Regions from separate parts of the Mus musculus genome. Here regions 1, 2 and 4 are each linked to region 3. The links are chromatin contacts, called in public Hi-C and promoter capture Hi-C maps. All regions are on one chromosome and are shown on one strand. The core of a region is the stretch at or near the end of the contact, and the rest is flanking DNA. Distances in the headings are between cores, read along the strand shown.

Region 1 (6,376 bases), core at 2,579-5,078, 390 kb before region 3:
TTGGGGAAGTTGAGCTGTGGTGGGACTGACTTAGAGGGCTACCAATCCTACTGAATATCTAACATGGCACTTTTCTGGAATACCACACCCCTCCTCTGCACCTCAGTCCCCTTTTGATAATAGCCCCCAAACCTTTGCCAGGACTAGTAGTGACTCCTGTCAAGCTGCCAACATTTCTGACAGTAGCAGAGTGTGGGTCAGGATTGTGGCAGGCTCCAGCAGTGAGCCCTCCCCTGTAGAGTGCCGGGACCTGATCCGAGGGCTGCTTCAGCTGCATCCATGTGAACGTCTGGACCTACAGCAGGTAGCTGCTCACTGCTGGATGCTGCCTGCAGAACACATGCTGTCCTCTGCACTTGGAGCTCCCCGAGGTGGGGAATGGCTCACAGCTAATTGGTTGGCCTGCGGGCCTAGATAGTGTCTAGCACTCCATATGACCCTTTGCTTTGCTCCATTGCAGAACAGGATCATTCCTGGTCCACAGTAGCCCCAGACAACACAGAGCCTGACAGAGACACCAGGCATGCCAGAAGCAAAGGCTCCAGCTCCTCCAGTGGCAGGACATCTCCAAGGAGACCGTCTCTGGCCCAGCTGTGCAACACCTGGAAGCCTGCACCAGAGCAATAGGTTCTACCACCCTTGGGCTTGGGCGTACCATGGCAGGTGGCTGCTCTCTATGTCCCATGTTCCCTAACAGGAACATGGCTGGGCACTCTCTGCTGAATTGAGGGTGGGTGGGTGTGGGAAGATTAAAAAAATGTTCATTCTGTTGAATTAAGGATGCAGCTATCTACAAGGGTGGGCCAGTGGCCTTTGGGTATCTCCTTGGGGACCTGGGTCAGGGGGAAAACACTAGTCTACACGGTGAATGTGCCAACAGTGTCAAAGCTTTAACAAGAGTGCTGGAGAGCATCATGGGGTTGGGCGGGGAGGAGGGGGGGGGCTGAGAAGACTCCTGGTACCCAGTGAAAACACCTAGCCATGCATGACAACACATACACCAGTCTTCCAGCTTCAGGGGTATGAAATAGAACACTGCAAACTCCCTTGGAGACTACAGGTCTCAGGGACCTGGAAGGACCTGTTGCTGAAGAAAACGTCACTCACAGGTGGAGTGAGATCTGTAGCTCAGAAAGGGGGACACAGTAGAGCAAAACTTGCCACGGTATCTACAGAGTTAGGAAGAAGGGGTGCATACACAGAGTAGGCTCCAAATGTTGGGGGTAGGATCGTACAGGGGTAAATGCTTCAAGAACACGCAGGAGAATCTCTTGCAGGAGAGTCTGGATGTCTTTTTTTTTTTTTTTTTTTTTTGGTTTTTTCGAGACAAGGTTTTTCTGTGTAGCCCTGGCTATCCTGGAACTCACTCTGTAGACCAGGCTGGCCTCAAACTCAGAAATCCGCCTTGAAAGGCAACCGAGACTTGAAAAAGCTAACCAAGGAGCAGGTTCTATCTAGCTGAATGGCTAAGTCCCAATTCAACCTGGGAATAAGGAGGCTGACAGGTGAAACAGAGAAACGGAGGCAGCAAATGGGAAACCCAGCAAGTCATCCAGAGACAGGCTCACAGGCTCGGATGGCAGAGCATTCTAGGAAGGGACGAGGATCCAAGTGTAGTCTGTCTTTTAAGGTCTTGGGCAAGGAAAGCAAGAAGACTCCGAAGGTTGGGGCTCACGGCGCTGTTTACATCTCTAAGCCTACCCACGTCCAGACCCCTCAGTGCCTTCAGGAATGAAAACCTAGTTGGCTTCCCAGGGCTTGCAGTATTTTCAGTCCAGTCCTATCACCAGCTGGGAATAGGCTCTTCATAGCTCCAGTGACCACCGGCATCCTGCCTCATCTGTAGGCAGCTGTGACAGAACCCAGCCAGCTCCAGCTCAGTAGTGCAGCTCTGAACTATGTGCATTATTGCCGGTTGCAACAGGGCACAGGATTGGGCAGCACCCTTGGGCTTCTCACCATTTACTGGGCATTGACCCTAGAACCCTGCGCCAACACTGGCAAAGGTGGGTCTGAAGCTGGCATTCAGGCCAAAGGGGCTTCAGGTGTGTGGGGCACCGTTGCCTCTTAGCTCTTGAGCGAGCTCCTGTTGCTCTTGCTGGTCGAGCTCCTGGAGCTGTTGTTCCACGTCTTCAGGTACCTGCACCTCCAGCAGGTTTTCCATGCCAGCCTCTGGCTCATCACCAATAAGCACCTGCAAGAAGAGGAGGCAGGTGAGCGGGCTCATAAGCCATTGGCACTTGCCTAGCCTTTCTGACCCCCCGCACTCACCTGGATAAGTTTTTCGCAAGCCATCCGCACATCGGGCTCTGGCTCCCAGCTGTGCAGCTCTCGAAGGATCAAGTAGGCACCCTGGTCCCGTACCTGCTTCCGACCAGGTGCCGTGGCTGTCAGCTAGGAAGATGGAAAAAGGTTACTCGGATGCCAATACGGACTTGTGGAGAGGCACTAACACCCCAGGCCCCTGCTCACCAGCATGACGGCTTCGATGAGCATCTTCCGGATGTCAGCGTCCGGCTCCCGTTGCTTGTCTGGTGACAAGTACTGCAGGTCAACAGGCAGCTCTAGGAGTGAGGGTGGGAGACTATTGGTCCCTGTGCTGAACACCCAAGCCCTGCTCTGCCTGGGTGAGCCTTGTGTGTGTCTGTAACGACCCCCTCCTTAAAGGCTGCCGGACTGAGGGACTCCAGACCTGCACACCTCTCCATCTCCCTCTTGTAGTCTTCCCTCTAGCACCAGACAGCCCTGAGGCAACCACCCAAGTCACTCACGGTCCATTTCTTCCTCGGAAAACTCTTCAGGCCCAGCCAAGGGCAGTAGCAAAAAGGGGAGAATGTCGACTTGGGCCCCAAGTAACCACTTGTGATGTCCTGGAGGTGCGGACAAGGAAGGAGATCAGAATAATGGTCCGTTGGGTTCCCTAGGGTCCAATCCCCACCTTGGCAATGGCACCACCCCCTCCTTGTCACTCACGATGCTCAAAACAGCAATTCCGAAGTGTTCCCACCACCCCGCCCCTGCGCACCGAAGAATCTGTGTACTGGGTAAGAGGCAGCAGCCGTTGGACCACGCACCTGTTGAAAGAAGATATTCACTGCTGTCCTTGTTCACTTCCACTTCCCCACCTTCCCGCCCGCGCAGGCGACTGGGTTTCACCTGTCTGGGTCCAGGAGAAAAGCACGCACCTCCGCCTGCTGGCTAAGGTTGGAGAGCAGCGGCCCCAGGTAATGCAGGGGTGCGGCCGCGTTGTAGCTCGGCGTGCACAGCGCGTTGACAAGTCGCTCCAGACCCAACCGCTCCGGCTCAGCGGCCATCAGCTTCTCCATTAACGCAGCACACGGAGCCGGCTCGCGACTCAGGTTGGCCAGCACTGCAGCCGCCTCTTCAGCCCAGGGCCACTGAGGGTCCAACACGCAGCGCAGCAGGCGGGCGGGCAGCTCCGGGTCAGCCGCCAGCAGCTGCCAGTGCACATTGGGATCAGCAGCCAAGTTCACGAGCGCGCGGGAGGCATCGCGGGAAGGAGCTGGGGCCGGGGCCACCGCAAGGTCGACCAAGGCCCGCAACAACTCTGGCTGTCCGGCCAACAGCGTGCGGCCCGAGCCCGCACCAGTCAGCGCCAGCACGTGCTGCGCCGCGGCCGCCTGCAGGTCGGCTCGCGCTCCGAGCACCAGGAAGGGCAGCAGTTCCACCGCCTCCGTGTCCGCGCCAGCCTCCTGCTCTAGCAACCCTCGCTCACCAGAGAACCCCGAACCTACTCCCGGTCCCCGCATGCCGCCAGCAGTCTCAGTCACTTCTCGTGCCGGGGCCACCGCCGGAAAAGCGGAAGTCGTTAAAACCCTTCCGAGGCTGAGAACCTGGCTGAAGGGGGCGGGGCCGGTTTCAGCGCGAGGCATTGTGGGCCACAGTATTAGGCACCCCTTAAGCTGGTGCAGATGCACCCTCCCCCCCTTCCCATCATCATCACCACCACCACCAGATCCTTGCAAGGACTTTTCCGGCTGCCTATTGCGTGTTTGCTTTGCCAGGAGTCAGAACCACGCGACCAGCACGCATAATTTGAAGCGAAGCTCGGCAGCCGGTGATCCTGGTGTCCAGAGTGTTTGCTGCCACCTTTTAAACCTGGTTTCAGACATCCAGGAACCGGAGGGTGCAGGACTCTGCGATGAAAAGGCAGCTTTGGATCAGTCTCTGACTTTGCAGAGGGGCTAAATTTTTTTTTCTAGTGCATTTGTTAGGTCCTCTTCAGTGACAGAAGTCTGAGTCAAGCAGGCTTGGGCAAAGGGAACTAATAAATGAATCTATAGTTTGCAGGTTTGGGGGCACCTGGTGACAGACGCCCCTGCCAGCTCTTTAGAGCACTGTTCGGTTTCTGTCTTCCATACCTCGCTGCGTTTCTTTGCTTCTCAGTGGCTCCATATTACCTTCCACCGGCACATTTGTTAGCACAGATGGGAGGACACTGGCCTTCTTAGCTACGTAATCCCTAGCAGAAGATAATTTCAGTACTAGGATCTGTTCTGGGAAAGTATCCCATTTGGTGCTTCTTGTGCCTGTATTAGCAATTAGCTGCCTGGGGTCCTTGCTCTCTCAAATTAGAAATCTTGAGTTAGGGGTTTTTCCAGGGCTGGTCCTTGTCAGGTTTTTGTAGGAGATAGCCAGGAACCGCCACGGTTCCAGATCCTATGCAACCTTAGATACTGACTGGGATCCTTCCGGCTACAATGGCAAAGTGGTTAGGTCTGTGTAGGGCCAACTGTCCAGATTTCCCAGCTGTTGACAGCAGCTAGTGAGTTTCTAAGAAAAGGCTCCCTTGCCTCTGTTTTGTTTTGTTTTGGAGACAGTGCTGGCTGTCCTGGAACTCACTCTGTAGACCAGGCTGGCCTCAAACTCAGAAATCCACCTGCCTCTGCCTCCCAAGTGGTAGGACCAAAGGCGTGCGCCACCACTGCCCGGCTCCTTATCTTTTTATAAACGTGTCACTGTCTAATCTCACAACTGAGGAGGCTGAGGCAGGAAGGTCAGTGTAAGTTTGAGGCCAGCCTGAGCTATAAAATGAGCTGGTCTCAAAAGATTTTTCTCTTAAACAAAGTTAACTTTGTTAACTTGACACAAAATAGTCACCTAGAAAGGGAAGCTCAGTGACTTTAAATTAAGTTGGCCTATGGGCACATCTGTGGGGGCTTAATTAGTGGAAAGACGTTGCCCCCACTGTGATTGTTACCATTCCCTATAGGAAAGGGGTTTTATAAGTGTGGAAAAAGCAAGCATACTGACATGTAGGAATCATTGCTGTCTTCTGTGAGTGGAATGTGACTAGCTGTGTTGAGGACTATTCCCCAAGCACAGCTGGAGCCATTTTGTCCCATGCCTGCCAACCACTTCATATTATATTCCTGGTACAGAAAATAGTTTGACTCAGAGCAGGATCAAGTTGACCACATATTTTGTTATAAGGTTTCTTCTTAAGAAACTCCACAACAGGGCTGGTGAGATGGCTCAATGGGTAAGAGCACCCAACTGCTCTTCCGAAGGTTAGGAGTTCAAATCCCAGCAACCACATGGTGGCTCACAACCATCCGTAATGAGATCTGACTCCCTCTTCTGGGGTGTCTGAGGACAGCTACAGTGTACTTACATATAATAAATAAATAAATAAATAAATCTTTAAAAAAACAAAAACAAACAACAAAAAAAAAACTCCACAACAGGGCTGGAGAGATGGCTCAGCAGTTAAAAGCACTGGTTGCTTGTCCAAAGGTCCTAAGTTCAATTCCCAGCAACCACATGGTGGCTCACAACTGTCTATAATGAGAACTTGGACCCTCTTCTGGCACACAGGTGTACATCAGATACTCATACATTAAATAAAATTTTAAAAAATCCACTTATGACCAAATTAAAGATCAGTTTGAACTGATGTCTAAACTGTCAAAGTAGCTTGAGTAAAAACCAGTCACGCTACAGTACTTTCTACACCTGCATATGAGCTCATTGTGGGTTTTGCCTTTATAAACTGGCCCTGGGAAATATTTGGGGTTACAGTCTTAGCTCCCCGAATCTAGGCTGTGTGCCTGATTCATCAGTCCTGGCTGTGCACTCACTAAACTATTCCTTTAATAAAGTGAGACCAGGGGCTGGTGAGATGGCTCAGTGGGTAAGAGCACCTGACTGCTCTTCCGAAGGTCTGGAGTTCAAATCCCAGCAACCACATGGTGGCTCACAACCATCTGTAACAAGATCTGACGCCCTCTTCTGGAGTGTCTGAAGACAGCTACAGTGTACTTACATATAATAAATAATAATATATATATATATTCAAATATATATAATAAATAAATCTTTAAAAAAAAATAAAGTGAGACCAGGGGCTGGCAAG
Region 2 (6,294 bases), core at 2,856-5,355, 300 kb after region 3:
CTCTTCTGGTGCAGTGGGCGGTTCTTACTCTCTGCTCTGAACATGACCGGTCAGGGGCTCTGCTCTCAGACGTCTTGCAGGGAATCCCAGCAGCTGTGGAGCAAGCTTCCTCTTTGGCCTCTTCTGAGGTCTTCATGAAGGCTGATGGACCTCCGAGCTAAAGCCTCGGTCCCACAGGAATTGAGAAATGACCTTCTCATGAGATGAGTTCTCATGCACAGTGACAAACAGCAATTGTTCCTCTGCAAACCTGCCTCAAAGCAAGGCACACCGCCCCCCCCCCCTTCTGTGTCTCCAGCCTGGATAGTGTGACACGGTGGGTCAGTCAGCCCGCTGAGGAAAAACAGGCTGCTCCCAGAGTGACCTAAGCCTCTAAGACAAAGCTTTCTGTGCATAGCTACTACTCAGAAGTCGGGTGGAGCTAAAGAGATTCGGATTTTTCTAGAAGCCGTGCCAGTCATTGGGCTCTATGTGGAAAAGAGGCATGAGTGGAGCTTTGCCATCTCTCTGGTGACTGATCTTCTCAGACACTTCAAGTGTGAACTCCCTCCTCTCTTGTGTTCTAAAACCGTGTCGTGTGCTCTTGTATATTTTATGAAAGCCCTGAGTGGGTGCTAAACTTTACTACTCAAATTAATGCAAGACGTATCTGTGTTTTAATTTAAAACGGAGACAAACTCTCTGCCGAAGTGCCAGCCAGCGGTGTGGGAGTGCAGCCTGGGGCTCCCAGAGGTTCTGCTCTATGTGGGTGTGAGTGACACCTCACAGTGACAGCGTGTTTGTGTGTGTGTGTGTGTGTGTGTGTGTTTGAAAGGATCTGGCAGGGCCAGACAGTTCTCCATGGGTTGGGCTTGCTTCTGCTGGGGAGATCTGCACTCAGGCTCGTCTCCTTGGATTCTTGCATCCAGAGTCCCTCCTTCTGTAAAGCTTGCAGCTCTGCTTGTAAAGGTGGGTCTCAAGGATGGCCTGGCCAGTGACTAGAGGGTGCCACGTGTGTGCTGGGCTCAGTGGCTGGCGCCTGCCTGCAGACGCCACAGGTACCATCCACCTTGAGCCTTGTGTTGTCCCAGGCCATGACAGAGTTGCATCTGTGAAGGGGCAGGATAGCAAATTCAGTTCTCTTTAGCACGATGTTCCAGAACAACCTGGCTCAGTGTGTTAAAATGGGAATGGCTGACGTGTAAGAAAGAGACAGGTCCATTGCTGCACATGGAGGCAGTTCATCAGAGACTACTCGGTGGCAGGAGCACAGTCCTAAGCGGCGGTAACTCCAATGGATCCTCAGATTATAACCATTCCTTACAAGTTTATTTACCAATGCTGTGTGATTCTGTAAGAAATATCTAGTCCTAGATATTTAGAAGTGGCTGATGTATTGATTGTCTAAGATCAAGTGTAGAAGTACTTGATACATTTTTACAGTAGAAATAGAATCACACCGTGTAAATAGCTTTTTAAAATTATATTGTCATCTATTATGTATGCGTGTGCGTCATGGTATGCTTATGGAGGTCAGAGGTCAATTTTGCAGAATTGATTCTCTGCAACCTTTACTCGGGTTCTGGGATGAAACTCATGTTATCAGGATTTATCCACTGAGCCATCTTGTTGGCCCCTTTTGTAAATGACTCTTAGAAACTTGGAAAGCGCATGCTTTGGCACTTGGGCAATGGGATGGTCCAACCACCTCTGAGAACAGTGTGCTGTTTGTACTTGGTCAGGTGTTGGGGTTAGGGGGAAGGAGGAGGAGGGTCCCGTCACTGATACTCCTTGGCGTATGCTAGAAAACTTCAGCTGTCCATGACCCTGTGTGCCATGTGCGGCTAATTGATGTCTTCTTGTACATGTTACACACTGAGGTGGCTGATGTGTGTGACCTGAAAAGGCCAAGAGAGAAGAAAATGGCAGGTTAGGTGGGAACACAGAGTCGGGAGACTGGAGTCAGGGTGTGGTAAGTCTAAACTGGAGACTTTGGGCCCTTTGAGAGAGAAGAAAGGGAAGGCAGTGGTAGGTCGGGAGAAGACCACAGGAGGGGGGAAAGCGGTGTGTGTGGGATGAGGGGAGGCCCCCGGTGTGTGTGTGTGGGACTGGACCTGGACATAGAGCCTGCCCAGAGACATATGTGCTGTGAGAGTGATCTTGTTAGGTACTGCCAAGGCTGGTGCAGCATGCAGAACCAGGGAGGCAGTGCAGCAAAGAGTCTCAAAGAGATTACAATAAGCTGGGAGCTACAGGGGACGAGTCTCAAAGAGATTGGCCGGAATACAAGCCAGGCGATCTGGGGAACTTTGAGAGGAAGCAGAGAAAAAAAAAATCTGCATGGGGAGGGCCGGATAATAAGGAAACAGTGAGAGCCGTTGGCAAACCTCAGGGCCATGGTGGGGCAGTTTTCTGTGCTGTGGATGGTTGGGGAGGTGCGAGCTGAAATTCAGAGGAGCCTCGCTTGAAGTGGAGCTTCAATGGGTGTGCGTTCACATGCACACAATGTGTGTGTGTGTGTGTGTGTGTGTGTGTGCGCGCGCGCGCGCGCAAATGAAGACCAGAGGACAACCTCAGGTGTCAGTCAACCTACTGGAACTCACTAATTGGCTAGGCTGGCTGGCCATCAAGCCAGCCTGTCTCTGCCTGTCTCTGCCTCCCCAGAGCTGAGGTTACAAGAGTGTGCCACCTTGCTTTTCAACATAGGTGCTAGGGCTCAAACTCAGACCCTTATGCTGGTGCAGCAAGCACTCATTGGCTGTGCCATCTCTCCAGCTGCTGCAGTGGAGTTTTGAGCTGTGGGTTTCAGGGGCGCCAGGGAGAGAGGCGGTTGAAGTCTCTGAGTGTGTATGTGTCTGCCTCGCTCTTATCAGACTTTCTGGAGGAGGTGCTGGAGGAGGCTGAGATTCAGAGAAATTAAACTTGTCTAGTAAAGAGCAGATGGTGGACTCCCACAGGCAGACACAGGCCATTGTAGCCCATCAAGTTGAGGAAAGCGACGTGAAAACGCTTGTATGTTACTCGTAATGAGATGGTTGCATTGAGTTTGTATTGAAGTCAAATGCCCCTGCTTATCCTGAATTGTGGCTTCTACACAATGAAGCCCTCCCCACCCTCCAGCTCTCTGTTGGCGGCTACGACGTGTGAGTGGACACTGCTGTCACAGAACAGCCTTATGACGGACTTTGGGCTCAGGAGGTCTGACTGTCAGCTCCAGCATTCATCATCATCTACCTGAAATTCTTCCTCAAGCCTGGTCTCAGTTGCAAACAGGGCTCCTTTTACCTGCTATGAGGATATGAACGCTGTGAGGCCATGCTCCCCAACTGTCACAACTCCAGCTGGTCTTCAAGGGTACAAGGGTCCTGGACAGCCAGCTACAGACCTGGAATGCCCAAAGTCTTGCTGGTCTGTTGATCATACTCAGCAAACTTTTTGTAGTACTGGCCGTGTCCAGCAGGGGGCCCACTAGCCTCTCCCCGGCTCTGTTCCTGCCTCGGGCCGCTAGATGTCAGTAGGAATCCAGTGAGTTGGTAACCGTGGGCGGGACCTACAGGATAGGCTAGCTCTTTCTTGCTGGTCTCCGTCTCATTTTTTACCTTTCCTGTTCACCACTTTCTTGCAGGCCTGTGTGCTGTTTCAGTGGAAATACCAAGGCTGCCTGCTGCTGGCTCGGGGAGCAGCTGTCCGCGGATTAGGAGATTTTTGTTGCTTGGTACAAATGTCTTGAGATCTTGGTACACATGTCTTCAGATCTGAATGTGTTGAAGGGGGGAGCCTATGGCTTATGGCCCTGGTCTCTTGGCGGCGAGCCTAGGCAACAGCAGTTTTTGCAGGACTTCCAGTGCTGTTGGTCAGTCGCCTAGAGGAAGTTGCTTTGAGCAGGGCAGCTGGTGTCTGCAACTGCGTCCTCCTGGAGGTGTGGGTACTCGGTGTTTTGCCACTTAGATGGGTAGATAGGGCCCTCTGACCAAGTGTGTCTACTCATGACTTCCTCAGGTTGCCATGGCAGGTAGAAGCGCTGGGAGAGGGGCAATGCTCGGCCCTGGCTGGGGACGCCTTCCCAAGGTGGGCGGGCAGGGCGGGACTCCTGGACGTGTGGGGGCGGAGCTCTGTCAGAAGGGCGTGGCCTCGGAAAGCGGGCAGAGCCCACGCATGCACGCACACGCATGCTGCTGCTGTGGCTCAGAGCCCTGTGCCGGCGTTTCCAGCATGTCCCCTGCCGCGTCCCTTCCTGTCAGGTGTCCCGGGTCGCGAAGGCGAACAGAGCCGGGTAAGGCGGGTGGGACGGAGCTCAGGCGAGACAGGGCTCAGTGACTTGCCTAATCCTGCTCCTGTGCCGGGCCACACCGGACACATTGGGAAAAATCGGTCACCCATGTAATTGGGTCTGGGCCTCCAGGCTGCCGCGTTTGGTTTGGAGGAGGTCCCTTTGGAGTGTGGTTCCCAGATTCCCTGATTGGTCTCAGGCCCACTCCACGATTCTTACACTCTTTGTCACGTGGCCTTAGCTTTCAATACCTACCTTACGTCACCAGCCTGCCCCGAGGGACTTCCTAGGGGTTGGGATGGCTGTCCAGGCTGAGATTATATGTGAGATTCTGATTTTTCAACCTTTCCCTCGTGTACTGAGGTTCCCGGAAGCGCCCAGCTCTGGGTTGTGGGATTGTTGCTCACAGCACTTGGGGAGCGGGGATGTCCTGGTCTAATCGCCCGAGTGGTGGGTGGGTTCACAGCGAAGACAGCCCTTCCAGGGCCAGCCATTACAGCTGACCTGCTGACCTGCTTTTGATAGCTCAGCCCCGGACTGGGGCAGCTAAGCTCTTAGGCTCTAGAAATTCCAGGGGAAAGACAGGGCTGTCCTGACTCTCCAAATGGGGCTGAGTTGTGGCCTCTAGGAGAAGACACAGGGCTTCACAGCAGGACATCGGGGTAACTTCCTTGATACTCTTCTCCAGTGGGACAAAGGAATGTCACCCACGCCACGCCACGCCACAGTAGTTGTTTATAGCCCCAATCTCAGTGTCCTTGTCTGTGAAATGGGGATGGCCGTAGACTTCGCCTAGCAGTTTGGGTAATGAGCTTGCCGCTCAGTGTAGGTTCTGAGGTGCTTGTCCACATTTTATGACATCGAATTGGGCTGAATGTTGGAGGAAAGCTGCCTGAGTCGTGTCACGAAGCACTTCTGCATGCAGCCACCGAACTGTTCCCCACCTAGACCCACATGAGAAGCGGAATGGGATTTAAACCCCTATCTCTGGGAACCTTTGGCCACCACTTTTCTCTTTTTCCCTCCTGCATGGTTCATGGGACACCTCTCACCCCTCACACCCCTCAGGCATCCAAGTTCTGGCTACTTTGCAAGAGCTGCTCTGTTTATGAAGCCCGGCCCGCTCCTTACTTTCTGAGGGCACACCTGGAATTGTTTACTGGCTCAGGACATGGTCCCTTGTCCCCTGACCTCCCCACCTATGCTCACTTTCAGGCATTGTAGCTCCACCACACCTGGTCCCTTCTTTGCAGGAAGAGCGAGAAAGGCCCTTTAAAAAACTATTTGTCTCGGGGCAGCGGTGCTGCACGCCTTTAATCCCAGCACTGGGAGGCAGAGGCAGGCAGATTTCTGAGTTCAAGGCCAGCCTGGTCTACAGAGTGAGTTCCAGGACAGCCAGGGCTACACAGAGAAACCCTGTCTCGAAAATTAAAAAAAAAAAAAAGTCAAACCAGACATGATAGTTTATACTTATAATCCCAGCACTTTGGAGGCTGAGGCAAGAGTGCGTCAAGTTTGAGGTCAGTTTGGGCTACACAACAAACAAAAGTAACATGCTCTTTATTTTCCTGATCCTTTCTTTCCTCAAACCAGTAGGCCTCTTGCCTCTCACAGGATACAGAGTTGAGCCAACAAGGCCCACCAGGATGGCTGCCTGGAAGCCCAGCATGTGCCTGGAAAACCCTCACCCAGGTTGTAGGAAGGCTCATGTCTGAGTCTTCCTCCTCCCTTCCTGCCTGATGCGCCCCTGGGATTGCTCATGTGTCCGTTCTGATAGCCGAGTCCTTACTGCTAAGAAACCACCCATGCCCTGTCCAGCCCTCTCCCAGGATCTCAGTATCCCGATTACCTTGGTGTCTGCGTCCCAGGCCCTGGTGCAGTGCTGGCCTAGGACAGACTCAGATGAACAGGCCAGGAGAGTTCATGTAGTTAGGTTGTGGCCTCATGCTGGGCTGTGCCCTACTGGCTCCAGAGTGGGCCTAGCCTGGGAGAGGATGCCCTGTGTTGGGAGGATCGGGAGACAAACTGCGCGGACCTTGCAGAGA
Region 3 (7,238 bases), core at 852-3,351:
CAAAAGCATTCCTAGTGACATCCTCAGGATCTGCTGCCGGGTGACATCTCCCCAAATATACTGAGGAACACGGTGACACTGATGGAGCCTGGCATTGCATGGCACCCAGGTTTCCTCCAACTGGGTTTTTCCCCAGTGAGGCAAATAGACAGTGCAATTCTCAATTCTTCCTTGTTTAGGAAGCCAATTTGGTTCTAGTTGATTGTGTCTTTTTTTTTTTTTCTCTCCTCCTCTCTGAGGTAGGGATCTCTGCACATAGCCTTAGGTGTCCTGGAACTCAACTCTGTAGACCAGGCAGGCCTCAAACTCAAACATCCTCCTGCCTCTGCCTCCTGAGTGCCAGGATTAAAAGCATGTACCACCACTGCCCAGCCTCGCTGATCATGTCAAAGGTCTCTTTTGCCTCCTAGATCTGTGATTGGTCAAACACTACAAACACTTTGGGCGTTGTGTTCGAGAGTACTTCTAGGTGATCTTGGCTGCTGCCCTTTTGCTTGGCAGGGTGATGGTGACGTCCCTGTACAGAGTCAACACAAGCCCGTGGTTTATTTGCTGCCACTCTGCTGAGCCCGCACCCCCCACTGAATGGTTGTCACCTCCGGTATCCACTAGCAAACCGGCACACTGCTGATGTTTTCTGATCAAGATTGAATCCTGTAAAGACACTGTCCGTATAGAGCTCATAGCAAAAAGGGAGACATTAAATCCCCGATGGACCCCTTGTATCCTCTAGATGTCTGGCTTACGGGCAAAGAAAGCTAAGAAGGTAGAATGGATGGGCCTCGTGGAAAAGTGCACTGGCCAAAAAATAAAAATAAAAAGTGGGCAAAAGAGTCCATTTTTAACCTGAGGGGCACTTAGCACTCATTAATGGCCCACAGACAAGCAGGAAGCACTAGGTCCCTGGCTTCTCTAGCTTGCATCTGGCACCTTCCTACGTGGGCCCTTTTAAATTTATCACAGATCTACTAAGGGACTGAGCCCATGTAAATGGAAAGGGGGGGAGATTTTGAACCCCAGAAGGATGGGAAAGTTTCTATGCCAATCAGAGAAGTAGGGAAAATTTTACCTCCCTGAAGAACCTAGCCAATGAGGAATTCGGAGGGGGGGGGGGATATATAGGTGTGTGTGTGTGTATATATATATATATATATCACTGTTTTGAGCCAAACTTGCAGACTAGCTACTTTTGCCCTTTCAATAGGTTGCGCAGACTTAGCAAGGCTGTAAAATAAAGTTTCCCTTTGGTTTGGCTACCGAGTCTCCAGCGCTTGGATTATGAAATGAAGACCGTTGTTCATCGTGCATTTTATCTGAAAGGTAGTAGCATTCCATCAAGGCTTTAGATGCCAAGCGTCCCCTTAGAAATGCTGTGTGGAGCTGAGCGTGGTGGTGAATGCCTTTAATCCCAGCACTCCGGAGGCAAAGGCAGGCTGATGTCTGCGAGTTTGAAGCCAGTCTGGTCTACAAAGCGAGTCCAGGACAACCTGAGCTTTGTTACACAGGGAAACTCTGTCTCCACAAATAAACAAATGTTGTGGGGAGGCTTCATCCTGAGAGCATGAAGACTTCACAAGGAAAGGGGGAGAGCTCGCTCAAAGCTGGATAGAGGAGGGAGCGTCGGTGAGAGTCCCCTTATGCTGTGGGGCCTGAAGCGCAGCTAGTGGAGTGAAAGCAAGAGCACTAAGACCCGGGTGAGTGGAGGCTGGGCACTTGGAAGTTAGTTCAGTGTCTTGAAGCTGAAGTTCTGCCTGACCTGCGACACTGTAACTGAAGAATCATGCAAGGATATAAGAAACCTTAGGGAATGAATGATTGAGTCAAGCCGTTGCCAGAGCAACAGAATGGGATGAGGTCGAGGCACTGCAACCAAGTTCTGTCTCCATAGAGGTTGTTCAAGCTGGACATCAACATTCCTAGAGCTACGCACCAGGATGCGAAAGCTGTGGTCTGGAGGGAACGCTTATATACAGATTGGCCACGGTGCTCTCTGATCCTTAATCCTGCCTGCTCTGAACCTCATAATCAGAAGACACACCCTTGAACCTAGGGTGCAGTTCTCCAGAATTTTCGGGTTAAGAAGGGAGAGTAACTGAGCTGGGGGAGCGGGTGGAGCACAGCGCTCTCATGAGTCCAGTTGGCTTGGGCCTCAAGCCATGGCGCCCAAGAAGAAGCGCGGACAAAACGCGGGGCGCAAGCAGGAAACTACAGAGCAACCGCTCTCGGAGCGCGCGCAGTACCTACAGCGCGAGTACGCGTTGCTCTCAGAAAGCCTGGTGGCCTGTGAGCAGCGGATCGACGAGGTGCTGCAGGACAACGAGTTCCTGAACAGAGAGGCGCAGCGCCTGCGCGAAGAGAACCGGCTTTATGTCGGTTACGTGAGCGCGCACGCTCTGCGCTGCGCCAACGCCGTCGTGCGCGTCGAAGACCAGAACCGCATGGATCTGGCGCAGATCCGGTGGCAGCGAGCGGAGCTAGCGTCCTTCTACCACGGCCGTGAGGACGGGGTGCGCGCTCAGCTGCAGGAAATGAAGAAGCGCGCGGAAAACATGACGCAGCGGGTGCAGGAGCTCCAGCCCTACAAGGCCAGTGCGCGCGCCCCCCGAGGACCGGGCGGGCTCCAGAGGGATGGGCGCGCTCCCTACCGGTGCGCTGATCGGCGCCCCCTGCTCCCCAACCCTCACCCCACCCCATGTAGGAGCTGCAGCTGGAGCAGCTGGCGCGAATCCGGACCCTGGAGCGCGAGCTGCTGCACATGCGCGTGGAGCACACGCAGCTCCTCCACGGGGTGAAGCGACGCTTCCTAGATGAGAAGACGGCTTTCGAGCGGGAGGCGCGGCTGCAAGTGCAGTCCCTGACGCGCCGCTCCGAGCGGGAGGCCGCACGTTCCCTCATTTCCCACGCACAGGCCCTCAAGGCGGACAACGGGTATCTCCGACAAGAACTCATGAGACTTCTCCAGAGGACCCAGTTACTGCAGGACATGCGACAGCAGCTGCTAGAGCAGCGGGAGCAGCTGCGCCGGGAGCATGTGGACTTGAAGAACCTGGAGCAAATGCACGGCTGGTTGCAAAGGGGCCCCGGGGGGCCACCGCTCTGGCAGCCACCCCAAAGCCTCCAACCCAGCTTGCGCATCGGGTCAACCAGTCACGTTTTAAAAGCCCAGGCTACGCCCCAGTCAGTTCCAACCTCCCGGGGCCAATCCATGGATCTGTCACACCGACCCTCCAAGACTCCATCTATATTGTCCAGTGAGTCTCTTCCGGGCCTATCTCAGAAGGCTGGGTCAGTGATTGCTCTCCGGAGTCCATCACATCCAGGATCTCGAGTCTCATCTCTGACTCCATCACGCAAGGACTCGCGTGTCTCATCCGCGACCCCGTCACGCAAGGGCTCCAGGGTTCCATCCATGACCTCTGGTACCTTGCGGTCGCGCGAGGGCTCTCGGATCTCTCCACAGCCCTCCTTGCGTGAGGTCTCTCCAGAAATTGACACACCTGCAAAGTCCAGTTCCAAGCTTCCCACAGCCCTGTTGGAAGATCAGGCCCCTCTCAGCCCACAGTTGGAGGAGGCAGAAAACGCTGAAGACGACACAGAAACTGTCTTGGAGCAAGCCTGAACCCACACGAGGAGGCAGGCCAGTAGGGCATAGGGTGGAGGACAAACCTTGGAAGATTTCTTGGTGCATAGATATGTTAATAAAAGTGTTAAATAAGCTCTGTGACGCTCTGACACTTGCCTGGGTCGATGCCCTTGTATTTCAAGTGAGCAGAGGCCTGCTATTCGAGCTACAGCAGAGCTGGTTGTATCCTTGGCTGCTGGAATTCGATGTTCTTCCACCAACAGCCAGCAAGGCAGGCAGGCTTAGGGAAAGTTGGGTAGTGTAATTTCAGCAGCAGAGGGCAGATTCTGTTCTCAGCACAGGGAGAAGTTACTGGGCTTTTCCAATGCTTTATATAATACGCACACACACATATGTATGTAGGTATGTATATGTATATATGTATATACATTCCAATTTAGGGAACACTGCAAGAATTATTAGGAATTCCCATTGCCACCCATCTAGATGAACAGGGATGCATGTTATATATTTGGTACTTTCAGCCATCCGGGATTCTGTTGGAGACAGTTATGCCCCTTAATTTTAAATATATCCCTGTGTTTACTGAATAGGACTTTGACCTGTTTTCTTCCGGTGCTGGGTGTTGAACCCAGGGCTACCTCCTGAGCTACAGCCCAAGCCCTGTCCCAACTTTCTTCAAGACATGATTAAAATTAGGAAATGCACCTTGGAGAAAATACTGTAAACTAAATCATACTGGCCAAATTGTCCCTGTGGTGTCTGTAGCTAGCTATGGATCTTACCTGGGTCACATCTTACATTCCATTGTGCTGGTCTGTCCTTTCCTTTATAGAAAGGGTCTGTATAGGTCAGGCTGGCCTTGAATCCAAGAGATCCTCCTGCCTCTGTCTCTTCAGTGCTGAGATTAAAGGCATCCACCACCACCTCAGCCCCGTTGTCTTGTCTTTTTTTTTTTAAACTTCTTTTTAAAGATTTATGTATATGAGTGCACTGTAACTGTCTTCAGACACACCAGAAGAGGGTGTTGGGTCCCATTACAGATGGTTGCGAGCCACCACGTGGTCACCAGGGATTGAACTCAGGACCACTGGAAGAGCAGTCAGTGCTCTTAACCGCTGATCCATCTCTCCAGCCCTCTTTGTCTTAATGTACAAGACCAGTCGTTAGAGCACTCCTTAACTGAGTTTTGGAGTCTGTTGGCTTTGAGCACCTTTCCTGTCCAGGAAGTCCAGGGCAGTTGACACCTCCTGACCCAGGGTGCAAGATGAGGGAGCCCACAGCCTTGGTACTTCTGTCATTGCCTTGGGGATCTTGTGTTCAGGGACACAGGCATCAACAGAAATCCCATGGACGTTCTACCTGTTTGGACCAGGGTAGGCTGGCTAGACAGTTGCTAGAACTTTGATGCAGCTATTTCTGGGACAAGATTGGATGGGAGTAGCAAAGTAGAGGTCACTCACCCAAGAGATCAAATTAAAGAAATTTAATTTGCCTGGTGGTGGTGGCTTGTGCCTTTAATCCCAGCACTCGGGAGGCAAAGGCTGGTGGGTCTCTCTGAGTTTGAAGCCATCGTGGTCTACAGAGTGCATTGCAAGACAGCCAGAGGCTACACAAAGAAACCCAGTCTTGGGCTGGAGAGAGATGGCTCAGTGTGTAAGAACACTGACTGCTCTACCAAAGGTCTTGAGTTCAAATCCCAGCAACCACATGGTGACTCACAACCACCCATAATGAGATCTGATGACCTCTTCTGGTCCGTCTGAAGTCAGCTACAGTGTACTTGTGTATAATAATAAATAAATCTTTGGGCTGGAGCAAGCAGGGACTGAGTGAGCAGAGGTCCTAAAAATTCCCAACAACCCCATGAAGGATCACAAACATCTGTACAGCTACAGTGTACACACATACATAAAAATAAATAATTGTTTGTTTTTCGAGTCAGGGTTTCTCTGTGTAGCCCTGGCTGTCCTGGAACTCACTCTGTAGACCAGGCTGGCCTCAAACTAAATAAATCTTTAAAAAAAAAAAAAAAAAACCCTGCCTCACAAATAAAATAAAGAAAAAGGAAAAAAAAAGTCTTTTTTATGGGTTGGAGAGACGGCTTAGCAGTTTAGAAGACTAGCCGCTCTCTCCAAGATTCTGAGCACCCACATGGCACTCACAACCGTCAACAATGGGACTGGATGCCGTCACAGGTACATGCAAACCCATATACAGAAAATACATCTTTAAAGACTTGAGATTTTCATGTGTATGGGTGTTTTACCATGCCTGGTGCCTGCAAAGGTGAAAGGGGGTGTCCGATTCCTAGGGACTGAAGTTATAGATATTTGTGAGCCATTCATTGGGTGTTCGGAACTAAACCCGGGTCCTCAGCAAGAACAGCAAATGCTTATCACTGAGCCGCCTCTCCAGCTCCCTACATGGGATCCTAGGAGATCTGATGGTCAGGTTGCAGAGCCTCCGGAATTGCAGAATAAAGAGAGAAGTATGTAGACCATTGGGGGGGGGGGGTGTCCTGCTGCCCAAGAGCAGTCTTGTGACCCGCTTAGAAACCAGACCTCTTCTGTCAGCTCTAACATCAGACACTGGAATCTCCTGTGCTGCGTGTCTCTGGATGTATGTTTGCATACGTGTGTGCTTGTGAAGGCCAGAGTTTGACATCACCAGGGAGTTCTTCCCTGATCACCCTCTGCTGTACTAATGAGGTCTCTGGCTGAATGTACTAAGCTAGCCCAGCTAGCCGGTTTGCTCCCAGGAATCCCGTCTCTACCATTATGGGTGGGCCACGTGCTCATCCAGCTTACCGCGTGGGTGCTAGGGATCTAAACTTGGGTCCTCGTCAGGCACAGCACTGCTTTATCCAGTGAGCCATCTCCTAACCCTCAGATGCTACAGTAGAAGTGTGAACCACTCACTAGGTGTTACTACTGCCATATGAGTTGGCTACCCAAACATCCTCGCCAACTCACGCCTAGCAACATTTTCGGCAAAGTGGGGAGGTCATCAGACCATATCTAAAATCGGGCCACTCCCTGCTGCCAGTGCCCAACCTTGTCTGACACTGTCCCAGCTGCAGGCAGTTCCCACAAGTGCTGAAGTATATAATATAGGTGGGGTGTTAGCTGAAGGTGGGGCCTGGTGTGAAACTTCTCCATAAACTAAGTAAGATATTGGTTCAGCAGGTTATGCTTGGGTGGAACCCTTCCCTTGAACTCTGTGGTTGTCAATGTTGGGTGAATACCACATCTTCTGTGGACAGAATGAGAAATGTTCCCGTAGGCTTTGATGTTTTTGAGCCCGTGGCCTCCAGGTAGTGGTGCCGTTTCTGGGACCTTTGGGAGGCACTGCCTTGTTGGAGGAAGTGTCTCTGGGGGCAGACTTTTCCATTAAAAACCCCTTCCCCGCTTTCAGGGTTTGCCTCTGCTTGGTGAGCGTGGTTGAGGATGCGTGTGTGTTCTGCGCTTCCCGCATCAGGTCTACTGCCGTGCTTCCCCGACACGGTGGACTCTCTCTAGAACAGAGTCAAAATAAACTCTCCCTTAAGCTGCTGTTGGCCTCGCTGTGTTACCACAGCAATAGAGAAGCAACTACTACAGCATCCCAGCAAAGACCTCGAGACACTCGGGTCCCCTCTCACCTCTTAAGTACC
Region 4 (6,312 bases), core at 2,205-4,704, 370 kb after region 3:
ACTCAATTGTCAGGCTTCTGTGAGAAGCAAGTGCCTTTGCCTGCTGAGCTGTCTCCATGGCCCAGCTTTCTCCTTTTGAATTCAGTCTAGGACTCGAGCCTGTGTGATGGCGCTACCGACATTTAGGTAGGTCTTCCCTCTTCCGTTAAATCTCCCTGGCAACACCCTCACAGACACACCTGATGTGTCTCCTAGGTGATTCTAGATCCAGTCAGGTTGACCATGCAGATTACCACACCTGGTCAAACATTCCAACCAGGGAACATAACCACCTGCATCGTTTGGGCAGTGCCCTCTCATGGTTTCTGTACCTGCTGACAAGCCCTTCTCTACTTCTGGCTGAGTCCTCTTTCTGGGACCCTTTCTTCAGGGCAGACGCCCCAAAGACCAAAGCCATTATTCGTTACTTTATGTCCAAATCGCTGCCAACTTTCCCCCCAACTTACCCTCCTGGTCAGCAGTCACTTGCTGTCTTTAGAACACAGACCTCACACAGCATCATCGTGGGGCAGACAGTAGACAGAGTCACGTGGTCTTGCCCTGCTGACCAGCAGGAAGTGGAATTGACCGGAATGGCAGGCTGCTGTGGGGTGGGGCCACAGTTGTTTTTCAAGGTGCAGTGGGCAGAAGCTACTGATGGCACCCTGGAGCTACAAGGCCTAGCCTAAGAAACCTGCCACTATGCCAGGGTGCCAGGGTCTGCTGAGGCTTTGGATGGATCCAGGCTACTTGTCTACGATGTGGCTGGGACAAGAGAAAGCAGTGTAACCCAGCTCTAGGCCCAAGGGTTGAGCTCAAAGACTGTGGTTTCAGCCAGAAGAGTGAAACTCTAGGATCACTGAAGTCAGCTGCACAGAGATGAGCAAGCAGGACTTGGTGCTGTCCTCAGAGTTGGTCAGAATGCTGCCTGTCATCCACCTCAGGGTTCCTCGCCCTAGCAGACAGCATGGGGCTGAGCATACAGAGTCAGAAGTCTTCAAGAGAAGAGACAAAAGCACCGTGGTTGGTGCAGACAGAGGCAGCAAAGGAAGGCAGTGGCCCTTGCCAACAGGGGTGTCTCTTTAGCTCTACAAAGTTCTCAGCGACCCAAAACTGTTCCAAAGATGGCCCTGAGTAACATAAAGTAGTCTGGAAAATGGCTGGAGCTTCAGGAAGCTCCGGGAAGCACCATGTTACTACTAAGTGAAGACTCGAAGGGCAGAAAGCCTCTGTGGGCTCTCATGTCTGATGGGTAGATTTTCCTCTCAATGACAGATGGGTGGCTGGATGAGCATACTGCGTAAGACCTCTGGACCATCATCAGGTGTTTGACAAGGATCCATAGCTGTAGACCGCCCTGCTCAGTGCTTCTTCCTCGGATGACGCTTCCGATGCCGGATGAGGCAGGAGCTGTAGGCGAAGGATTTTCCACACTCCTCACAGCCATAAGGTTTCTCTCCAGTGTGCGTTTTCTGGTGTTTTAGAAGGTTAGAACCACAGTTGAAGGCTTTTCCACACTCCCCACATTTAAAGGGCTTCTCACCGGTGTGAATTCTTTGATGTTTGGTGACATCTGAGCTGTGCCTGAAGGTCTTCCCACACTGGTCACACTTAAAGGGCTTCTCTCCAGTGTGAACTCTCTGGTGGCGAATGTGATCTGTCTTGTGTTTAAAGATCCGTCCACATTCACCACACTCATAGGGCTTCTTCCTCTGAAAAGGGACAAACACGGGGACACCCTCAAAGTCATCTTTAAACGAGGCATCGAAGGCATCAAAGATATGTGCTTCGTCCTCGGGGCTCAGGACAGGTTCTTTTCGGGGTCTGCGGGGCTTTCTTGGCTTCTTGGTTGCCTTTTTCCCCTTTGATGTTTTCTCTCCCTTGACAGTGGCCTTTTGCGCACCTGCCTCCTCCTTTGGGGCCTGACTCTTCTTTTTCCTAGTTGCAGGCTTTTCCATTGCTGCTCTTAGGAAGCAGGAAACCCCCCTGGAGGCCAGGGAAGGCTGAGGGTTTTCAGACAGTGGCTGCCTGGCTCCTTCTCTGGGACTTCGCTGTCAGGGACAGCTCCTGCGTACGAAGCTGCATCAAGCAGACAGAACCACGGTCGTCTTGCTTCTGGAGGCAAAAGCATGAACAACAGGTCAGAGGCAGCTCTTAGCTCTCTGCAGCTCCACTGTCTTTCCAGCTGCTCACATGATGAGCCCCTCAGACTAAAGTGGACTCCCCAGAGCTCTAGCCCCAGGCCTATAAGCTGAGCTCAGAGCCTCTGGTCCACTGTATGCTCATCTCTTTGAGTGACTCTCTCACTCAGCCACAGACACTCCTGGGCCTGAAGACAAGATTTTCACTCATCCCAGAGAAAGCCATAGCCATCATGGACCGATGGCCATTTTCCACCTCCCCAAACAGAACCTTCCCCGTTCTTCCTTATCCTCTCTACCCGCCCACATTGGGACTGTGCAAACACCCTGGAGTAGGAAGTAACTCTACCATACAACAGCCTGGTTCTGAGCCTGGAAAACTCAGGGCTCTCCTCATAATCCACAGCAAACCCCATCAGACCCCCAAAGGATGCCTCTTGTATTGATGAGGCTCTCTCTATGTGACCCCTCTTTATCTCTAAACCTGCACCATCCCCTTTACTCCCAGAGGCCCAAAGGGGTGGGCTCTGCTGGCAGTTCCATCTAGAGCACCCACACTTTCCCAAAAACACTTTGGGAACACACTGTATTTTGTTCTAAGCATTTGACAAATACCCACATATCTAACCCAGCAGATAAAATTCTTATCCGGATTCAGAGTCCAAGATCCAGGCGGCTAGGTGACTGTTTGCTCTATGTCAGCATCTGAAAGTGTTTGTCTTTTGTGGGACAGCTCAGGAGACACCTGAGAGTCCCTGTCTGCAGCATCACTCAGTACCAATTCAAACACCATCACTCTGGTGAGAGGAATGACAAGCGGGACCCAGGTGTCTGTGTCTGCTCACCAAGGACCATCCTCACTGAAAACTTAAATAGTCATTAAAACCAGAGAAGACCCCAGCGACTTAGCTTATTGCCCCCTCTCTTCACAGGCCTGTGCACAGGAGTAGGTGCGAGTGATTCAGGCAACTTAGTTGAATTCCGCTGACCTAGGGACTCAGGTCCATCAAGGAGCTGCTGGAGCCGGCAGGATAAGGCGCTCAATGCATCCAGCAACAAGGGGCTTCGCTAGGTAGCCCGGCCCACCTTCCCCGCCTCCAAGGACCTCTGCAACACCGCCGAGGTGGTCCACAGAGAAACGACTCAGAAGCCGGCCTTCGCCCGGTCGGGGCTACCGTGCACACACGCAGAGAGTACCTGATGGGTGCCGAGCACAGACGCCGGCGGAACGTGGCCGTAAGCAGGCTGACCGGCGGGCGGGCGACCGTTAACAATGCCCACTTGAGCCCGCCACTCCCGCGCCTAAAGGCGCCCGCCCCTCTGGTGCCGCTCTACCTTCCCCGGCCTCTCGGTGGTGCTGCCGCGCACCCTAAGCCCCGCCCACCGCTCGAAACCCACTCCAGTGCCGCTCTAGGACCCTTGCCGGGTTCTCGGTGGTACCGCCGCAAGCTCCGGAGCCCCGCCTGCTCGTTCACGCCCTTCTGGTGTCGCTCTAGGAGCAGCCGCCCGGCCTCTCTGTGATCCCGTGCTGCGGCCGTAGGCCCGCCTACCTCTCCCCGCCCCTTCGGGTCGGCTCTAGGAGACACTGCCCTCGCTCCTTGTGATGCTGTGGCTGCGGGCTCGAGCTTCGCTTGAGAGGATGCTAAGCAGGCGTCTGTGCCTGTGCAAGCTTCTGGGCTGCGGGCGGCGCCTTTCTCCCGGCGTGCGCCTCTTCTCAGGACTCCAAGCCTTCTTCTGCAGGCTTCGTGTTATTTCTCAGTCATCGGGTTTGCCATCTGTGGCACGCCGGGATGGCGGACCCAGTAGTGCACGGCCTGTAGCCCCCTGGAATCATCCGACCCCGCCCCTCCTTTCCGGCAAAGCCAGGGTCCCCTGCTCTGTCCTTAACGCGGGCCTTTACAGATATTTAAATCTAGTCACTTCTTGTGCTCTTTCGACTTTCTGGGTATATTCTCCACTATTATATTTGGTTAGGCTGGCTTAGAACTAGCAATCTCTTGCCTCGGTCGAGTCCTGGGACGATAGGTGTGGCCCACGGCGCTTGGAGAATGAAGTTATGAGAAACGAATCGAGAGCTGTTGTGTGCTTGGTGAAGTCTCCCTGGGGGCGCCATTTTACATGACTAGTACACAGTGTTAGTGCCTCCTGTGCTGCAGAAGCCTGTATCAAACCTCTAACAGACCCTTTCTTTAAGTGTCGTCTCCACCTCATCCGTTTAGATTCAACGCCAACATGCTAGATAAATGTAATTGTCCAGCGTGCAACTTGGCGGAGCTTGCCGATTATCATTCAGGCATCGCTGTCTAGATTCACAAGAGTGGCTGTGTATTGAATGGTGGTTCATTCAGCCTCCTGAACAGCTGCCTCTGCGCTGTGTGCATCACAGCTTTGGGATCCTTTGTCCACTGAAGGACGTGTTTACAAGGTTGTTGGGAAGCAGCGCCCCCCCCCCCGCCCTCCCCCCGTGCTGTTTCATTTCCCTGGGACCGTGCCCAGGAAGGCAGTTGCTAGGTCCCAAACTGCATGTTGCCTTTTGCAAGAAACAGACAAGCTGCTTTCCAGAGAGCCTGTGCCATTTCTCATTCATTCCTACCAGTGGCATGGGGCTTTCTGGCTTACCAGCATTTGGTACAGGGAGGTAGGGCATCTCCTTGCTTGCTTTCCCCAGAAGGTTAGTGGCCTGTGTGCTTCCTGCCATCTTTCATGTAGTCCCCAGTCTCTTACCTATCCTCTAATGAGGTGGGCTGAGCTGGATGCGCATAGACTGTTGGTATCATTCTTGTTCTTTTCAGCTCTCAGGCATGCTCCAGCTTGTCCCTACCCCCACGCCCCTTCATTTGTGGAAGAGATTCTGTTTTGGAGTGGCTCCTCTCTGGAGAATTATACCCTTCTCTTGTCAGTGAGACTCAACTGCTAAGCCTGTGGCTTGGGCTTGCTCACGTGGTCCAAGTTTTTCTCTAAGAAGACAATGAAGTGTCTTCTGCTAAGAAGCTCCAGTGTCTGGACACAAGCTCTGAGCCATCTGGACACATGGCCCCTTTGTCTGGTGGCCAGGATTATTTGCTGTGTACAGCTTAGGGTCGGCCTGAGGAGATGCTGTCTTCAGTGATATACAACTGAGACATGTCTGTTCCTGACAGTGGCCGTTCACATGGGAACCTGGGTAGTGTAGGGCCTCCCTAGTTGCAATGGATTGTCTTTGTGTTAATGTCACTGCCTTGTTCCTGCGTCACTGGCTTCTACAAACCACAAGGTCCTTGGAAGGGCAATGGTAATGAGTCTCCTTCCTCAGGATTTCCTGCCTTGGGGAAAGCACCTGCTCCCCTCCCTCCCCACCCCCCCATCCACCACCACCACCAGGATTTTTACAACTCAACAAGGAACAGTAAGACCACTATAAATGGTTGCTTTCTGTCCTGGGAGGCAGGAAGATTCCAGAGAGCCCCTGGACTCTGTCAGTGAAACTGAAACTCTTGTCCAGCACCAGCCAAGAACAAGAGCTAGTGACCCTACAAGTGAGTATTCGTTGTGAATACAAAATGTCAGAAACAGATAAACACATTTGTGTCTTTTTACAATATCAGAATTTATTGAATAACAAATAACAAATTCACAAGCTACATTGGCTTCTTTGACTGGTATTTGTCAAGTGGTTCAGATTGGCTCTTGCTAGTGACCGAGGCAAGCACAGCTTCTTTTATTCCTGTGAAGACTACTAATGTTAACACTCTAATTAGACCTCAACTGGCACACGGCAAGTATTTCTGGCCATAGGTAGGTTACAGAATGTCTGCAACAGGGTTAAGAAGATTGCTGTGGAATTCAGGGAGGCCATAGTGGAGGTAGAGGCAGGAAGCTGACATAGAGGCAGAGTCCCTGGTAGGGTGAGTGACAAGTCCTGTTAGGGAGCTGCTGCTAGGGACACTGGCAGAGCCACACCCCAGAGTTAGAGTTCAGCTGAGCTGCAGTGTGTAATGGAGCTAAGGAAGTGAGGTGAAACCTACACTAGTGTCATGGTACTAGAGGCAATGGGCAGCCCTGTGTCCAGATGGGCAGAGAGAGAGATGGATGGAGTTGACTCAGCGGTGAAGACCAAGCTAAGCTGAAGTTCCCATGGCAGCTGGGTTTTCTTTTCTTGCTGGCCCCTCAACTTGAACGTATATCAGGGTGGTCACAGGACAGGTTTGTGGGA

What was found. Promoter capture Hi-C pulls out the DNA fragments that hold promoters and counts their contacts. A called contact is a pair of places that touch in the nucleus more often than the background predicts. Capture Hi-C pulls out chosen DNA fragments and counts their contacts.
Region 1: a contact with region 3 is called in a promoter capture Hi-C map of liver, with 3 times the contacts expected there. The contact joins the promoter of Hgh1 here to the promoter of Ccdc166 in region 3. A contact is called at or near these places in 9 of 39 promoter capture datasets (embryonic stem cells, erythroid cells, hippocampal neurons and 3 more), 1 of 484 Hi-C or Micro-C datasets (cerebral cortex), 4 of 115 datasets of contacts at active chromatin or transcription factors (astrocytes, bone marrow-derived macrophages, memory CD8 T cells and 1 more) and 1 of 9 other capture datasets (pancreatic islet).
Region 2: a promoter capture Hi-C map of adipose tissue shows a contact between it and region 3. The contact joins the promoter of Top1mt here to the promoter of Ccdc166 in region 3. A contact is called at or near these places in 1 of 115 datasets of contacts at active chromatin or transcription factors (memory CD8 T cells) and 2 of 9 other capture datasets (adipose tissue and liver).
Region 4: a Hi-C map of double positive thymocytes shows a contact between it and region 3, with 7 times the contacts expected there. The contact joins the promoter of Zfp41 here to the promoter of Ccdc166 in region 3. A contact is called at or near these places in 1 of 39 promoter capture datasets (erythroid cells), 2 of 484 Hi-C or Micro-C datasets (CD8 T cells and double positive thymocytes) and 1 of 115 datasets of contacts at active chromatin or transcription factors (pancreatic cancer cells).

What each region holds. Positions count from the first base shown.
Region 1 is chr15:76,366,350-76,372,725 of GRCm38.p6, reverse strand. It overlaps Hgh1 (HGH1 homolog), which reads right to left and starts at 3,828. Exons shown (of 6, transcript NM_021555.2): 1 at 3,157-3,828; 2 at 2,974-3,074; 3 at 2,772-2,870; 4 at 2,473-2,564; 5 at 2,272-2,394; 6 at 1,315-2,194. The coding sequence starts at 3,770. The coding sequence ends at 2,042. Tssk5 (testis-specific serine kinase 5) reads left to right here. Exons shown (of 8, transcript NM_183099.2): 7 at 240-371; 8 at 461-768. The coding sequence ends at 627.
Region 2 is chr15:75,676,611-75,682,904 of GRCm38.p6, reverse strand. It overlaps Top1mt (DNA topoisomerase 1, mitochondrial), which reads left to right and starts at 4,105. Exons shown (of 14, transcript NM_028404.3): 1 at 4,105-4,252. The coding sequence starts at 4,149.
Region 3 is chr15:75,977,148-75,984,385 of GRCm38.p6, reverse strand. Ccdc166 (coiled-coil domain containing 166) reads left to right here and starts at 2,101. Exons shown (of 2, transcript NM_146059.2): 1 at 2,101-2,585; 2 at 2,699-4,514. The coding sequence starts at 2,157. The coding sequence ends at 3,619.
Region 4 is chr15:75,613,826-75,620,137 of GRCm38.p6, reverse strand. It overlaps Zfp41 (zinc finger protein 41), which reads right to left and starts at 3,454. Exons shown (of 3, transcript NM_001044718.2): 1 at 3,318-3,454; 2 at 447-2,094. The coding sequence starts at 1,937. The coding sequence ends at 1,341.